2 separate regions of the Anas platyrhynchos genome follow, and region 1 is linked to region 2. A link is a contact called in public Hi-C data. All regions are on one chromosome and are shown on one strand. Each heading gives the region's core, a stretch centred on a gene start, on an enhancer-like site or on the middle of the called end of the contact. The rest is flanking DNA. Distances are from core to core; before and after follow the strand shown. Region 1 overlaps LOC101800985 (tubulin epsilon chain). Region 2 overlaps LOC119716507 (a long non-coding RNA gene).

Region 1 (5,383 bases), core at 2,435-4,934, 64 kb after region 2:
CCCTTCATACACTTGCTTATTTGCTCCATTATACAGCAGGTTAGTGAAGCAGGACTCCCTGACTCAGATGGTACTTAGCTGCATACGCTGAGACCTTCTTCTTCATTACAGATGCTGTCATCTCACCAGGGATGGAAATTACATTCATCAGTCTATAGCTTCCATGATCTGCTGTTTGTAGGTCTGAAGAGGAGAATCAAGGACATGAACCCAAAACCACAGCAAATATGCACTGCACAGTGCTCTGCACACTTCTGCCATGGACCTGGCTCTTTGCTTGCTTTGCATTGCTGTTTGCATCCGTACTGTATCAGTAAGAAGTGGTGTCATTGCAGAGTTCTCATTCAGGGATATTGCAAAACCCATTGCACAGTTGCAAGAAAGAAAAGTGCTTCTGCACCCTTCCTACTCTTTGAAAAGCAATTCAACAAGACAGTTAGAATTTGGAGGGTTGTGTGTTTTCAATGGCAGCTTCTGGGTATTTTACTGAAATGAAGGTGGGAGCATTGCCATGTGCACAGGGGAAAGCCCACGTAACCTGTCACATCTGTGTTTATCCATTTTTAAATTAAATGATGTAAAAATGCTTATTTGGGCCTGCAGAACCTCTGAATTCAATTTAGTGTTGTTTACAGAGAAATTTGACTTTTGTATGTATGTTATCTGAGAGGCACAATTTTGTACCCAGCATCATGAAATATTTTCAAATAAATATTCTGTATAAGTTACCATAGCTTGATTTATTGTCATGGAACTCCAGTGGCTGATTTTCCTCTGCATGGGGAATTATATTTCCTCAGAAATATCAGACTGCAGAGATAAAATTTGCTTAGAAAGTGAGCGACATTTTGTGCAGTTGCTCTGTATTTTATAGAAAAGCCACTGCAAATGTAGTTTGGCATGAGAAAGAAATATGTTAGGCTCCCACTTCTTCCCACCATTAAGCAGACCTCTTTTAAGATGAGAACATGGCATAATGATAAAGCATCCCTTGATACTGTAACACATTTCATCTCAGGAGAAAAGCATCAGAGGCACATGGTGTATTAGCCACCATTTGCCTGCAGATTCCCCTGATGCTCTTTTCCAATCATTGAGCCCAAGGAGCAGCCTTGCTGAAACCTGCCTAGACTGAAATCTGTTGACAGCATTTACCTTCAGACATTTTTCATGTTGGTTTGATAGCAGCAAAAACGATCTTTCCTGCTGGCACTTACAACTCAGAGCAAAGCTGACCGCTACACCTGAGTACCCATGGCATCTCTGACAGCAGCCGGTCCTGTTTCTGCTCCAGCACCCAGCACGCACATATGTCTGTTTTGTCCTCTCCTGCACCTTGCCAACATTTGCTGGCTGGCCAGTGTGATCATTTAGAGCATTTTTATTTGTAGCTGTGCTAGCTAATACTGGGTCTGGTTTCAGCCTTTGATTCCTTGAAGAATTGGAGTCTGGCATAAACCCCTATTCTGCTTGGCCAGGTGTTTAGCTAAATGATTTCTTTCTGAACTAGGCAGTACTTTCATCTGACTTTCATCACTCTCTCTCTTTTCACTGAAGGGCTGCCAAAGAAACACAACAGGGGAGCACTGCGATCAGTGTCCGGACGGCTTCATCGGTGATGTTGTCAGAGGAGTGCCCACCTTCTGCCAGCCTTGCCCTTGTCCCCTGCCAGGAACTGCCAAGTACGTAGAGTCTTTGTTTGTCTTTGGTTTGGGCTGCTTTGGGCCCTTTGTAAGGTGGGGGCAGCATCCCTGCCTGGGTGCATGAGACAAAGCTGCTGCCCTTCCCAGCAGAGGAAAATAGGAAGGCTTCCCACTTATAATCACAATATTTGATATATGAACAAATTCAAGTTCTCCCTCTCTTATGTAGGAGAGATTACTCAGCTGAAAGATAAAAGGAAGGGGTGGGAGAGCTCTGCGACAGGCATGCTGCCACTTCAGCTGACACACAGCCACCTTCAGGAAAGAAGCTCTGAGGCCTAGTAGAAAACCAAAGATGAGCCAACGGGATCCAGGTGTCACCCACTTTTTGCCTTCTGAAGAAGCAAAAAGCTACAAACTGTAACCACTTGTTGGAGACCTAGTGGCACATCAGTAGTGCAGTTGAACGGTACATTATCAGCTTCCTCTTTCTTGAGTTCCACACTCCACAAGAAAGGCATCCAGGCAAATTGCAATGCCGGGCCCAGAAGAAATGCTATTAAACACTTGCCAATAGGTTGAGGCTATTTTTAATTGAGCTACCTACTCCCCTTGTGTGTGTGTTTGTTTTTTTTTTCTTTCTTTTATTTCTTTCCCATTCCACTTCCAAGTGGGGCTTGTCACAAAGGGGGAATTTTCTTATTGTGTTTGTTTGTGGTTGCTATAGCATTACTCATCCAGTCCTAAGGTGGGATGAACCTGCTCAGTGGCACAAGCCCAAACTGGCAACAGGACAAAACCTTTCTGGCCAAAGTCCTACAGGTCACCTCCTGGCTTTCGTGGTGAGCTGCAGACATGAGGAGAGCCATGGGGTGGAGAACAGCTGTTGTTGAAAACCTGCAGCTTTGACTAGGTTAGAGAGAAAACCCTCAAGAGACAGGGGAAGAACCTATTTTTGCTTACATTTATAAAGGCTTAGGAGGGAGGGTGCTCACAGACAAGGCTTCCTGCTTCCTCCAGTTTCAGTAGCAGAGGTAATGCCAGAAATAGTAGAAGTACAACAGTCGGAAGCAGTGCTTTCTCCTTAGCAAAAGGGATTTTTTTAACCTGTTGGGCACAAAGCAGCCACATGGGTGTAAGGAGCAGCACTGCCAACCACACACAGCCTGGGCTGCCTGCTCCCAAAACCCAACCAGGACACAGCAGGGTGGCTCAGACACACCTCCAGGCTTTCCTCCCTGCAGTGCCACTTGGCAGAGCATGGCCGCTTCTGCCTGAGCCCAGACCCTGCCTGAGCCCACAGACCACAAGGCTTTGTGGCAGTGCCCCCAGGCACAAGCAGCCCTACAGATAAGGAGCTCCTAGAGATAAGGAAGCCCTGAACCCAAAAGGTCAGCAGTGTGGGATAGGGAACAGGACTTGCTAGGAGCCTTCATGAGGAAGCTTCAACATCCGCATGCCACCCCTTTAGAATTATCCCTGTAAAAATCCACTTCAGTTTTTCAGGGTTTTCCTTGGAATCAAGTCCTGAAGGCAACATCTAAAATAGTGTCCTGACACAATTTGCCTTATGCTTGTATTTCAATAACATGCAGAAGTTTCCTGTACAGCTTCTTGCATGACAGAGACCTGACCACAGCAATAGCCTTCAGCTGGGTCTGGAACACAAATATTAAAGACTGAGCAACATTCAGTCTTGCATAACTAAATTCAAAGGCCAGCCATTTTTTCTTATTCTTGTATTTTTCCTCCATTAGTCCTACTCCATGTATAGTAAGGCAAAACAGTAATTCTAGCAGAAAGCAGAGAAGCATTAATTGCCTTAAATAAAGAATACGTAAAGGTTATTGTTTTGAACTCTGTTTCTCTTTGGAAATAACCAGTGAATCTGTAATAGTTAGACAAAGTGACCAAATCTGTAAACTGACAGACTCATCAGATACATATTTGTTCTTGGGATTCATTTGCGTGTCATCAGCTTTTCTGGCCAGACCATCTTCATGTCTACTGTCCAGGGAACTTTTGGAGTAAACCACATGAAGTGTAATGTCATCTCTTTGGAATAAAAAAGGGGGATGGGCATTACTTCACAGTCCAGCAGATGTTACTTCTTTCTAAACCTTTGGGAATTTTATGACCTTTTCTTCCCCTAAGAGGTCACAAAAAATACAAAATCTCAGGAAGGCTTCAGTCTTATTTCATAACTTAAATTCACAATGCGGTTTGTATAACTACGTGAAGGAATTAGGCTTTGTAAAAAAAGAGGAAGGCTGCCAAACTCTCATGATTTTCTTGACATGTTCTCATAAAAGCTTTACTGAACTCAATTTGTGAATTCTGCGAGAAGGATCTCATTTTGTGTTCTCTCTGGTTATATGAAATGTTTTGAGACAACACAGACCCAGTCACAGTTTTATTTGACCCTGGGTGTCCCAGTAGCTGAGAAATGCTGATGGAAAATTAAATTTTGCAGGCATTCTTGTCACCTTTCAATGCAGCTCTTTCCTGGAACAAGTAGTGTGTAGATCATGCTCTTTCCCATTGCTCTGAGTCTTTTGAAATCCTGTGCAAAAGGGATGCAAACTGCTCCAGCTGCCCAGCACAGCTCAGCATCATACTGGAACAGGAGACAGAGAGGAGGATGCAGACTTACAGTCTTGATGCTGTCATTTCTCAAGGGGAACACTACCCTTTAGGAACCAGAGGTGGTACCACTCAGGATGTTAGCTGCAGGTCTCAGGGCCTCCATTTTAGAAATCGTGGGCCTGCAGCTGACAACTACTGCCACTTAGTGTGCCAGTTGCTTCCCAGTACTGGGAACAGATCTTGAACAGATTGCAATCTAACTGGAAACACCTCTAGGATGTATGTCTTCTAACAGCAGATGTATTTAAGTCATATATATCACTGTATTTGAAGTGTATGGAATTTGCACTTTCCAAATTTGACTGCTGCTCTTTCTTGTCTCCTATTTTGTTGCACAGTTGTTAAATCCTGAAAACATCAGAAAGCAAGGAATCAATGGTTTAGAATCATGACAATGCAAATTACAGCACAAGACATTACTGCAATCAGTATCACTAAAGGGCAAGTTGGTCTCACAAGGGACCCCAGGGTCTTTCCAGATTTCTCAGAGAGACCATGGAGAATCCTCAATTACTGTAAATGAGGACAGCACCAATTAGTTCAGTTTTCCACTTGCTACTTCCAGATCAGATTTAAGGAAAATTGTGGGATTTGCACAGGAAACTACTGTACCCATTCCAGAGTCTAAATTCCTGAAGGGCTCTCTGCAGTGTCTTTTAAAAGCAATATCATGTCCCTTAAAGTACAAGAGAGGAAGCAATTAGGTTTGCATGACATACATATTTATCCAAGTCCCTGGTCTAAAACATGTGAAACAAAACCTGAAGGTGTCTCCAATCTACACTGCAATACAGAAATGTACATGTATCTGGGAATTATATAGCTCCATAGTGTTATACACTAATTAGTGCTTTCAATACTCATTAAAAAGACTAAACAAGGAGTATAGTGTACATCACATATGAAGTTTAAGGATACCTGTGAAAAAAAAAATTAGCAGTGAGGAACCAAGAGCCAGAGTTTGCACTGACAGCAAATGTCCATCATTTATAAAGTTAAACTCCCAAGTGTTTGCCATTGCCTGCTATCCTAATGATTTACTCTAATGAAATTCCAGCTTTGCAGACTCCTGTTACCGAAAAAATGGAAGCGTG
Region 2 (5,240 bases), core at 2,293-4,792:
TCCCATGTGTCCATATTTCCTTCAGCAAGGTCTCAGGAGATGGCATACCTAAGCCTGGGATTTCTTAACAACCTGCAGCTTCAGGCATACACACTGGACAGTCAGTCACACAGAAATATCTGGTGTTTTAGAGTATGTGTATAGCAGGGAGCACTTTCACAAAACACTGCATTTTCTGGACGGTGCTGCAAAGCTGTGCTTTGGTGTAAGTTACACTGCAGAAGGTAAATCACACACATCCAAAAATCACACACATCCATTCTGCCCAGAGGTGATGTTTCCAAGAAGCTGAGCGTCTCTTCAGCTGCCAGATCACCCTCGAGTCGCAGCTTCAGGCTGGATCTTTCACAGAGCTACCCCCTCACTTATTCTCGGCAGGTCTCCTAGTCTGCACAGAGTAACAGCTGCCTTACTGACACTTTCCAGCATGTACATGAGACCTATCGCTTTGTTACTTTATAAGCTTATTTGGAGCCATATCTATTCTTAGCAAGGACTTCCAGTGACTCCCCCCAGCAAAATGATTTCTTTTCATATTAATACCATTATAGCTATTCTCCAAGAGAGGAGAATACATGACACACTTCAAATGTGAACTGGTGTGCAGACCCATAACCTTGAACCAAGGAGAAAAAATGGTGACAGAAAGAGGCCCCAGCTGAGTATCACTGTTTTGTTTTCCTCTCCCCTCCACAGCTCATCATTCATCCTTTTCATGAAAGCAGTAACATCCTTTAGCCCGTCTTTTCAAAGCTTTTTTTTCCACACAGCTGAGGGAATGCTGTGGAAGCATTGTTAATGGTATGGTTTGTCTGAAAGTGCCTACACAGATCATATATCATTTGGGGTAGTCTCAGATGAGCTAATATGGAAGACACGAATGATCCATTAAATTCCAGTGAGAGAAGAAAGTATTAACCCTTTGACACTCTCCAGCAAACCTCCCTCAGCAACGCTACTGCCTTTTGTTTAACAAAACAAGGAAGCAGGTGGAGGCTGACAGAGAAGGTGTGAGGGCAGGAGTGTGAGACCAAAAGCAATACAAGAAAAGCCTTGGGAGGTTTTATTCTGACCTATGTCCAGCCCAGTACAAATGGTATGAAGCACATTCTGAGATCCAGTGATACTAAGGACAGCACTGTTGAGTAGCAAAGGCCATAAACTCAGAGTTATTAAATAATATTAAGAATATGAATGATACAAAAATCTCACATGACAGAGAAGAAATGAGAGAAAACTGTATGCCTAGCCTAACCACCCTCACTTACACATGCCCTGTCCATGTTTGCCACTCTCCTGATCCAAGCAGAGGGCATAGGTACAGAGTCAGGCAGGAAGATCAGCTCATAAGGGAGCAATGGCAATCCATTATTTATTTGGCTGGGCTACTCACTAGATCAGAAAACAAGACAAAATTAAAAAAAAAAAATAAAAAATTAAAATAACCTTAACACAAATGAAACATAAAAAAGCCATAAATATTTAACAGTTGTCATTTGAAAGTCTTCAGACTTACAGACACAGTTTAAGGAGACTAAAGAAAGTACAATGCAAAGAAATTCTTGACAGGCCTATATCTGGGAGCTCTTAAATGAAAATTCAGCCCCTGATAGCACAGAAATTAAAACATGCCAGATGTTACAGGGATTTGACACAGTTCAACAAGGGTAAAGTTACAAGTTTATTAACTACACCAGCTGGTATTGGGGGATTTACGATTTTTATGTGACACATAATTGGTACATGCAAGCACACAAGGGGCATGAAAAAATGTTGTGAAAGACCAACAAAACGAGAACTCATAAAATGAGAACTTAGAGGAATGTAAAGCATAAGGTGGTGTAATAAATTAAATGAACAGCAGAGGTCCTTGTAAAACTCCCTGCAGCCATGCAAAGATGAAGAAATGTAATAAAGGGTCATTTATTTAGTCAGCCTGAAAGGATTTTTAAAAGCTTTTCTGAATTACAAAATCTTTGCAAATTATAGCTCCTGTAATTAAATCCATCTGCTTTGAACTGAACAGAATACAAGCACTTTAAAGCTGTCCCCAGCCCACACATCTCCACAGCAAAGGTCAGGAGGCAAGTCTGAGATGGAGCCAGTGTGTGGGGATGACTGCTGTCTGGTCATGCTCTTGGGCCCATGATAAAACTTCTTAGGAAAATGTTTACAACTATGCCTAGCATATATTTAAGCAGTTTTATCAATTAACAAAAGCATATATAAGGAATTTACAGCTCTAGATTTGACATCTATTCTTATCCAAAACTACACATAAATACCTTATGACACCTATTAGTTCCCTTTTTTTTTTTTTTCTTCAGGCTCTTGAATATATCAGGGTAAATTGAAAGGATTTGTTTCAGTGTGCATATACAAGAAAAGTTACACAGAATGGAATACATTCCAATAGTCTCCATTGTATGTATACCCAGATAGATCAGATTCTTAATGGAAAGGCGTAGATCAGTAACTGCATTCCTGGCATAAAAAAGCATAAGCATAGTAAAACACAGCAAATACAGGACACTAACTTTGTAGAAGCATGTAATAAAATCGTCAGAGAGCTGGAAGGCTATTGCCAACCACAGCATTTCACATTCTGCAGCCTGAATTTTAGTGTACAACTTTGCCAAACTATCACTGTTTGTGGTTCAGATTTCACAGGCTGGGTGATATTGCTTTAGGATTTAACACTCTCTGTCTTTACTGGGCCAAGGAGAGAAACAAGTAACACATAAATCCTGGTTCCTCAAAAAGCTAAATTTCAGAACACAAACTGGAGTTGGCACTTACGATGGCTAACTAGTCTGTCTGTAACTGCTTTTTCTACCCAGTATAAAACTAAACAAATTTAACCAAGTTACAGACCCTTCAAAAGTACGGTTCTTGCACATTCAATAGAAAACATGCTCACCTTTGCAGATAAGACTTCTGAAGACTCAATGGGGCACAAAACTGCAATTGTGGTCTGCTCTACGGTTGATCCAGGCACCTCATCTGAGAGCCAGGACACTTCCATATACTTTCATTGGTCCCCTCAATGGGTCTTAGCAGAACAGAAGAAAAAGCTAACTTCATGATGTAAACACAACTTGAGGAAAATGTTTGCTGTGAAAGGATCAGAGATCGATATTTACAAGCAAGGTCACTGGAAAATCAAGCAGAGAGATTGGTGCTATCCATCTCTTACTGGTCACTAAAAATCACAGATGTCCAGCTTAACCTCTCTACCTACTTCCCACTTTTAGATGATTTATTTCACTTAGACAGCTTGTTATAAAAATAAAGCCATAAACTCTGGAAAAAAAAAAAAAAAAAAAAAGTAGCTTTGTGAGTGATGAGCTCCAGAAAGCCCTGGAGAAATCAAATGCTTAATAAATATACAGAATACATTTAATGTTGTGACTTGGCTTGCACTGATTTCTATTACTGTGGCGCTCCAAAGGGCTAACAAGGAGCAGAGCTGCATTGTGTTGAGCGCTGTGGGTGGGATTCCTGCTCCCAGCTGGGGTTATCCTTCTGTGGGTTAGACATCCAGTCCACAGCTAGGCCAGACTCCCTCTAGAGTCAATGGAAAGGAACAGGCACTTCCAGAAGGTGATTCATCTGCTCTCCCTCAGACAGGAATAATCACTCTCTGGAGGTGCCCGCCTCACTTCAGTGCCTATGAAACTAGCTTGAGGAACTAGCTTAAATCGGACACTACCTCTTCGACACCTAGCAGAGGTGAGGTGAATCCTGCTGTGGAGAAGCACTTTGACAAGCCTTTTGTCACCTCGCATAACTCAGCAGATACATAGTGCAGCAGGCAGACTGAACTAAGCAGCTCTTCCCAGCTGCAGCCAACAGAGGCGTACCCAGGGGCTGCTTCCTCCCATCTGGGACATTTGGTTTAAACTCTGTGTTGTGATCCCTCGTGTTAGATGAAGCAGCTTCCTCCCTTCATGTTTTTCTAGACAATACAGGGGAAAAAAATAATAATTTACTATCATAACCACCTTTAAAAGTTGCAAACAGGTATCATATGTACTCCTACTGCTATTGCAACTGCCGTGTAGTGCAGAAATGCGTTAGGCATATTCACACCACCCAGGCAGGTTCATCTCACAGTGAGCGAGGTTAGACAGCAATTCAGCACACACGGCAGGACCCTACTAACAACCTGGTCAATGTATGGCACTGGGGAGCTGGATACACATGCTGTATGCTGAAGGAAGTCATGGCCCTTGTGTGACCTTGAAAGGCAGCTACTTTGGCAAGTGGTAATGGCACATTACAAGAAGATGTATCTCTCTCAGTCTCTTTTACTACATCTAATCTTGGTGATAGACTTTCATTAAACCTACCACCAAAGCTACTCGCTTCAAAACCCAATTAATCTTTGAATACATCACCAGATATCCTTTACTGCTGTAAACCTTATGACAACCAGAGGTCAGACTGGAAAACTGGAGCAATACTCTGTTTCTCAAGGCCATATCTCCTTTCGGATTCAAATGTGTTTTAGGCTAAGTTCAGCCATACAGAAAATTCTTGGTATTTTTAACATTCTTTCTTCTCTCATCCTAGCTAGCAAAAAAATAGCAGGCCATATCTGACAGCCTGAGGAAGGAAATGGTTTTATCCAATTTTGCAGCACCTTTCAACAGAGACAAGCTGAGATTATCTTTATGCAGGGCGCTGCTGTGTACTCGATCATGAAACAGTAACAAATTCATTTAAGTTTATTTATTTTTTATATCATTGGAGAGAGAGAGAGAGAAGAAACATGTAGGGAGTTGGACTGATGTGCCATACTGTGTAGAATATGTGACAGTGAGACCATCAATACTCATATTTATAATGCATAAGTCAGGAGAGTGGTTTATATTCATCCTCATAGTATACTTTCCAGCTTACCTTATGATGAGCTGTCTTTCTGAAGTATCTGCCTCACTGATTACCAGTAAAAGGAAATGCAATTCAGTGCATTTCAAGTATAACTGCATCTCTAATTAAAAAAAAAAAAAAAAAAAAAAAAAATGTAATGAAAGTAATTAAATTAAATTAAAAAAATTTAATGAAAAAAAATGTAATTGTGCTCCTCTTTCCTCTGTTTGGACATCCTAACAGTTGGCATTTTTTTGTTATTGATGCTTTCTATTTCCAAAAAATATATCAATGTGCTCTTATATTAAATTGTCACTTAGTAGATTTCTCAGGTTTCAGAGCTTTCCCCTGACAATATGCAAATA

What was found. Hi-C and Micro-C count contacts between places; a contact is called where the count stands out from the background.
Region 1: a Hi-C map of liver shows a contact between it and region 2, with 2.2 times the contacts expected there. The contact joins two enhancer-like sites. A contact is called at or near these places in 2 of 8 Hi-C or Micro-C datasets (liver and subcutaneous adipose tissue).

The regions. Positions count from the first base shown.
Region 1 is chr3:71,955,872-71,961,254 of IASCAAS_PekinDuck_T2T, forward strand. It overlaps LOC101800985 (tubulin epsilon chain), which reads left to right. Exons shown (of 39, transcript XM_038175943.2): 3 at 1,558-1,682; 4 at 5,347-5,383. It overlaps LOC119716309 (a long non-coding RNA gene), which reads right to left. Exons shown (of 2, transcript XR_005264137.2): 2 at 1-4,637. Among named protein-coding and RNA genes, the nearest start is that of CCN6, 87 kb to the right of the region's middle. Within about 2 kb of position 3,685, at least 3 of the 8 cell types and tissues checked have an H3K27ac peak or open chromatin away from gene starts, as enhancers often do. A contact at or near this core is called in subcutaneous adipose tissue, where this site is marked.
Region 2 is chr3:71,892,004-71,897,243 of IASCAAS_PekinDuck_T2T, forward strand. All of the region lies in intron 1 of LOC119716507 (a long non-coding RNA gene), which reads right to left. Among named protein-coding and RNA genes, the nearest start is that of CCN6, 150 kb to the right of the region's middle. Within about 2 kb of position 3,543, at least 1 of the 8 cell types and tissues checked has an H3K27ac peak or open chromatin away from gene starts, as enhancers often do. A contact at or near this core is called in subcutaneous adipose tissue, where this site is marked.